2 separate regions of the Xenopus laevis genome follow, and region 2 is linked to region 1. A link is a contact called in public Hi-C data. All regions are on one chromosome and are shown on one strand. Each heading gives the region's core, a stretch centred on a gene start, on an enhancer-like site or on the middle of the called end of the contact. The rest is flanking DNA. Distances are from core to core; before and after follow the strand shown.

Region 1 (3,310 bases), core at 435-2,934:
CGTTTACTAGTAAATGAATTATTAATGTAGTACAGGTATGGAACCTATTATCCAGAATTCTCGGGACCTGTAGTTTCCAGATATAGGATTTCTCTGTAATTGGATCCCCCTAAAAATCATTTAAAGATTAAATAAACCCAAGAGTACTGTCTTGCCTCCAATTCATCAAGATTTATGTCTTAGTTATGATCAAATACCTGTACTGTCCTGTTATGACAGAGAAAAAGGTAAGAATTTTTAATAACTTGAATTATACGATTAAAATTGAGTCTATGGGGCAAATTTACTAAAGGGCGAAGTGGCTAACGCCGGCGGAAATTCGTCATTTTGCCACTTAGCTAGCGAAGGAGATAGACTCTAGTGCTACGCAATCTAACGCCAGGCGAATTTTCGCACTGGCGAGTGGACGTAACTACGCTAATTCACTAAGATGCGGATTTTCCTGGACGTTACCTCTTGCGCCAGACTTGCCTTTGCCACCTCAGACCAGGCAAAGTTTTTTTGGGGGGTACCCTCCTTCCCCTCTACATTTGATAACATATGGCACCTAAACTATACTGTGGGCACATGTGTAGGGCATTTTAACAACTCTATATAATTTTATCAAGGTTCCCTGGCCTTGTGTAGTGTAATGTATTTGCTGCAACATATACGTCCATTATACTTTAACTGTACGCTGTATGCAAGTTAGCCAACGCTAGCGTAACTTTGAACTACTGATCGTATTTTCGGTAGCACAACTTTGAAAGCGTTCGGTACCCTGTGCGCAACTTCGGATCTTCGTGAATTAGTGTTGTCCAGGCAAATTTACACCTGACGAAGTGTTGCGATGTGTGCGAAGCCAGCAATGGCGAATTTTCGCAGGTAAGTAAATTTACCCCTATGGGAGATGGCTTTCCGGCAATTCAGTGCTTTCTGGATAAAGGGTTTCTGGATAATGAATCCTATACAGGTATGGGACCTGTTATCCAGAATGACCGGGACCTGGGGTTTTCTGGATAATGAATCTTTCTTTTACTACTAGAAAATCATGTAAACATGAAATAAACCCAATAGCCTGGCTTTACATCCAATAAGGATTAATAATATCTTAGTACAAGGTACTGTTTTATTGTTACAAAAATTTGGATTATTTGGATAAAATGAGTCTATGGGAGACGGCCATTCCTTTATTCGGAACTCTCTGGATAAAAGGTTTCCAGATAACAGAACCTGTATTGTAATACACTGTGATCAAAAGAACACATTCCTATCAAGGCCAAATTTTGATAAGAGATATTTTTTATATTTAGAATTTGAGCCACTGATGCATTTTTTTTGGAAATTCCAGTATTTATGCGGAATACTACAATATGTCATGTAGGAAGAGAGAGGTGAATGGATGCCTATCCAGCTGCAGTGTGTAAGAGCGTAAGTCAGAAGTACACCATTCAGGATATGGCCGTTAGGCAAATAAACAAATGCTTGGGGGAGACACATACTCTGGATATGTTGATGAGTGACGAATGACTATGAAAGGAAGAAAACAACACTTTGCCTGAAGTTTCAGTGTAGAAACGTCATGGGTCATGTGCAGCAGTCAGCAATTAGTTTTCAAAACTAATTACCTCACAAAAGCAAGGCTTTGTTCCTGACTTCCTGACAAAAGCATGCAGACACTATCAACAACAAATAGCCCAAAAGCAATGCTTGTTGAGGGAGGCATCTATTATGGAAAAGAGCTCCTGTTTCTTTGGCTTAGAAGCCAAGACCTGAATCGCAAGTGGGGCAAATTCCGACTCTTTTTCTGATATTTCTCAGACACGCTCTCATTTTGGCTTTGTGCTGGGACTCCAGACTGAGTTGTCAGCCAGAGTTGACCCATGCATGCATAAATTCGCCTAAAGTAGTGTACAATACCCACCTGTAAAGGATCCCCTTCTCCAACCATAGTCAATGCTCCCTCATTGTCTGCCCATGGCCTGAGATAGCTCAGGAGCGCAGTGGGGTTGTTGAAAGCCATGTCTGGCCACATCAAATCTGGGGAGCCTAATCCCCCGTATTGATCGCTGAGGAAGTCCTGATTTCTAGTGCACAGCTCTGCCTTCTCACACCAATTACAGGGCAACGGTGGCAGCCAATAGGGGAGCATTTTATGCAGTTGGAGGGGCTGTTGTCCAGGGGGGGACTGTTGAAAAAGGGGCCATGGGAGAGTTAGTTCTCTTTAAAGCTGCAGTAGCCCCACTTGTTCAGCATGAGTTTAATAAATAAAGATCCAGAAAGCTCCAAAGAGAGGCCCATAGACTCCATTTTTTCCAAATAATCCACATTTTAATAAATGATTTCCTCTTTCTCTGTAATAATAAAACAGTACCTCATACTTGATACAAACTAAGATATAATTAATCCTTATTGGAAGCAAAACCAGGCTATTGGGTACATTTCATGTTTACATGATTTTCTAGTAGAATTAAGGTATGAAGATCCAACTTACAGAAAGATCCATTATATACCCTGTACAGAACATATTTTTTCCTATTGTTTTAATCACAATCTTTGATCTACTCTGCAATACTCTGCTTTCTCAGACCAGTTATAGAAGCATTTGGTGCAGCTGAGGAGGGGGAATTGTTGAAGGGGTCCACTTTAAAGGTGGCCATAGACACAAAGATCGGCTCGTTTGGCAACATCACCAAACGAGCCGATCTTTCCCCGATATGCCATTAATGAGCATGGCTATATCGGGGGTAATCTGATTGTTCGGCCGTAGGGCCGAAACGGTCTGATTACGATGTGCTGTAGGCTCCGGTGGGATCGGTTGGGTCAAAATCAAACCTGACCGAAAGATGTCGGCACACGATCTGAAAATCGTATGAATCCTCGATTCGTACGATAGGATCTGTGTCTATGGCCACCTTTACGGTGGTGGCAGACAGGGAGATTAGTCAACCAATGACAAATCTTTTCTACTGCAGACGACTAATCTCCCTGAAATGCCTTCCCACCAGGTCCGGACTGAGAATTAAAATAGGCCCTGGCATTTCAGGTACGCAGAGGCCCAACCAGCCCACATAGAGGCCCAAACAGCCCCCACCAGCCCACTAAATACTGACTTTCTATGGGAGCTTATAGCAGCCCCTCTGGCATTAGCCAGAACCCACAGATTGCCAGTCCGGAGCTGCTTCCCACCAACAAGAATGAGAGGCAACTTCAGACCACTTTGGAAAATGAAGTGCTACATAGTATATGCCATCCCGCTGGTGATTCACATTCTCGCTGGCGGGATGGTATTTGGGGAGATTAGTCGCCTGCAGTAGAGAAGATTTGTCGC
Region 2 (3,577 bases), core at 681-3,180, 380 kb after region 1:
CTGTCTTCACATTGATTCAGTACATGGGTGGGTAGGATTCTTGCACAACAGCCAGCAGGAGCAAATCCAAATGATAACGGAGGTAACTATAGAGGAGGCAGAACCTGAATCTGCTAGGGGCTCCACAAAGTATAGGGATTCCAGTATAGGGCACTGATTGATAAGCAGTTTTGTAAAAAAAAAAAAAAAATGTTTTGCGCCCACAGTTTAGGGGGCCCTAAAATGATTCCTATCTTTCATTTGCACCACTAACTTTTCTGCTCTGCTTGGGTCAAATGTAAAGAGAAACAATGAAAATGTAGTCAAGGTTTGGGATCTGTTATTCAGAATACAGAAAGCCTATCTCCCATAGACTGCATTTTAATCAAATTATTCAAATTTTTAATAATGATTTCCTTTTTCTCTGTAATTAAGGAACAGTACCTTGTACCTGATCCAAACAAAGGTACCACGTATGTATGTATGCGTTTATTTATAAAGCGCTGTTAAAAGAGCTTAAGTGCTATGTGGTAAGAGACACAGTGGGAAGAAGGTCCCTGCCCCGTAGAGCTTACAGTCTAACGGTGACCATACACATAGAGATCTGCTCATTTGGTGATTTCACCAACGAGCAGATCTCTCCCTGATATATGCCCACCTTCAAGGTGGGCAATATCGGGTTGATCCGATCGTGGGCCCTAGGGCCCAATGAATGGATCATAAATAAAGCAATTCTGCCAGTCTGATCACAGGACCACATCAACAAACAGATGCGGTCTGCGTTCCGATGGGATTTTTATCCTTGCCCCATCGACATCAGGTTGACTTTCGGCCATATATCGATCGGAGAAGCCTGTCTGTCTGTCGGCAGCATTTATCGGCCTGTGTATGGCCAGCTTTAGTGGATGGGAGGCTAACATACAAGCACAATTGGAGATTAAAAAGTGCACAAGGTAAGGCATAGTCAGTAGGTACTGGACTAGTCTAACGTTTAGGTATCATTAATCCTTACATGAGGCAAAGCAATCATTTTGAATTATTTTTTAGGAGACTTAAGGTATGAAGATCCAAATTAGGGAAAGATTCATTATTCGGAAAACCCCATGTCCAGAGCATTCTGGATAACAGTTCTCATGCCCGAATATTAGGGTTGCCACCTTTTCTGGAAAAAAAACCTGGCCTTCCTATATATTTTGCTTTTTTCCCTATTAATAACATTGTGATGAACCATCATTTTTACTGGCCATGCCTGTAAAATACCGGCCAGGTGGCAACCCTACCATATATACAATGTGCAGCCATCTGTGCCATGTGAAAAGATAATGAGCTTTTCCAGCAACAAGCTAGTGGCTTCTTTCTGAAATGAGTACAGGCCTGGACTGGCAATTTGTGGGTTCTGGCAAATGCCAGAGGGGCTGCTATAAATGGCCATAGACAGTCTCTATTTATTGGGCTGGTGGACCTCTATTTGGGCCTCTGTGTACCTAAAATGCCAGGGCCTAATTTCATTCTCAGTCCAGACCTGAATGAATATGAGATTTCTACGTGCCTGCCACAGTGCAAATGAAGATATATGAGAGCCAGGCACACAAACACACACTAGCTCTGGCAGTCGTACAAAAGAGACTCGTGAAGTATTAGCACATAATTATGCAGTTCTTCCAGGTAGCAGTGAGATTTAGTTGGCAGGTGAAGCAAGAACTGAAAATACCTCCAGAGCTTCTGTAGCTCGCTGAGAAATGCCGTTTGTTTTCATTTCGTGCATACGCAGCCCCCTCTAGCGGCAGGAACACAGAACGACGAAGCTTTTCTCAGGAGAACCGAGGGAATTTCTCCGTTGGCTCCGCCCACGTTTTATGAGAGCTTTTCTGCGTCTCCCTCTCTGAAGTTGCCAGAGATTTCCTCTCCAGCCTGCCCTTATCTTAGTCTGCACGTTTGTTCCCGGTGACTAATAGCACCATAACATTGTCTCGGAATAATATCAATTGAGGCTGTTTACAAAGTCCATGGCGGTTGAATATAAGGGCAAGTTGGCCGCAGCATGATCACTTTGGCACTATTGCTTCGGAGTAGCAGCTCCTGATCGTCTCTCCAAGGACTTTGGATTCTTCATTAACTGCGTTTATTTCTCACAGATATTTACTGGACACATTTCTGCTGTCATTCACTTTCTTTCTTATTCGCCTCTAAATAAAGGAGAAATTAGAGATCAAGACTGACCATTTTGGGGGATTGTTTTTTCTGCATTTTTTACAAATTGAAATTATTTTTATTATTTTTATTAAGAAGAAGAAGAAACCTCTCCAGCTTCGTTATGGACCTACAAATGATTTTTTCTCTGCTGGTGGTACTTGTGCAAGGAGTCAGTGCAACAGGTAGGGCTGCATTACATTACATTACATTACTGCTCATATTCATCATTTATTAGGGGCTAATATTACACTTGGCTACTTTTTTTTGCCATCCAGTAGCTCCTGGAGGTTGGATATTTAATCCAGCAACTGAGAATTTTAGCAGAAACGGCCACATTTATATTAGGAGATTTTTTTTTTTTTAATTTAAACCTTATCATTCAGACATGGGTTTGCATATGGGGAAATGCCTGAAATTGAATTCTGCTTCTACTGGGGAAATAAAATCCCTTGTTTCAGACATGGGCAGGTAGCCAATATCAGCAGCATCAGCCCTGGCAGTTTATGAGTAAACTGGCAACTTGGAGGTTGCATAATGCTAATTTATGTGTATTGTAGTGCTTTTCAGGTATTTTCTGAAATATATATGTAATGGTTACGCTCTGACCAGGGATTTATCAAGGGTCTCGCCTGAGCTGAGGGCACTGGCAGGGAAAGCAAGTTGCACTGAAACGCAGATTTAGTAGAGATTGTAGCTGCCAGTTTGATGTGTGAGCAGAGCGTACAATTTGTCGTTATGGAAGAAAGCGATGATTTCTTTGGAGAGAAAGACGTCTATGTGTGCGAGCAACTTGGCAGCGCTATCTAGGTTCAGGTGCAGCTTAAAGCAGTTCGGGTTATTATTATTATTATTATAGGAAAGGGACCGGGTTATTATGGGAAGGGGAACATGGGAGAGAAAACGAGAGCTGGGAGGATTGGGAAATGAAATAATAGGCTTTGGAGACTTAGGCTTTGTCCCAGCTTGTAGGAAAGGACAGGCCATACATAGCTAAGGCAGACAGGTGAGATTGTGGAGAATCCTTGATTACAGGGTGTGGGGGTGATGTAACCCCAAAGGAAGAAGCACTGGTGGTGCCATCATAGTACAGTCGCTGCTGAGAATGGGAACCTGGTACCTGCTCAGAGTTTGAACTTCCCTGCTGTGAACTATCGCCCGAGGGCATTGCTCGCCATGCAGGTAGTAGGGGCAACCCCTTGTAACCGCCTTCGGGCAGCCAGCAGTCACCTCTAATTTGCCCTGATTAGCGCGTAATTCCGCCACCTCTATACCTGCCGTGCGACATCGCTCTCTAGTTTTCAGACTATCGCGTGCAGTCACTGCAGCCTGAGACTCATCCCATAGACTCTGAGGATTTGGGGGGTTATTATATGTCCCATTCAATATTCAGGATACATTATATGTA

What was found. Hi-C and Micro-C count contacts between places; a contact is called where the count stands out from the background.
Region 2: a contact with region 1 is called in a Hi-C map of the XL177 cell line, with 3 times the contacts expected there. The contact joins the promoter of edn1.L here to the enhancer-like site in region 1.

What each region holds. Positions count from the first base shown.
Region 1 is chr6L:96,195,302-96,198,611 of Xenopus_laevis_v10.1, forward strand. No RefSeq gene overlaps it. Among protein-coding and RNA genes, the nearest start is that of LOC108719136, 36 kb to the left of the region's middle. Within about 2 kb of position 1,685, at least 1 of the 7 cell types and tissues checked has an H3K27ac peak or open chromatin away from gene starts, as enhancers often do.
Region 2 is chr6L:96,571,328-96,574,904 of Xenopus_laevis_v10.1, forward strand. edn1.L (endothelin 1 L homeolog) reads left to right here and starts at 1,931. Exons shown (of 5, transcript NM_001127799.1): 1 at 1,931-2,354. The coding sequence starts at 2,294.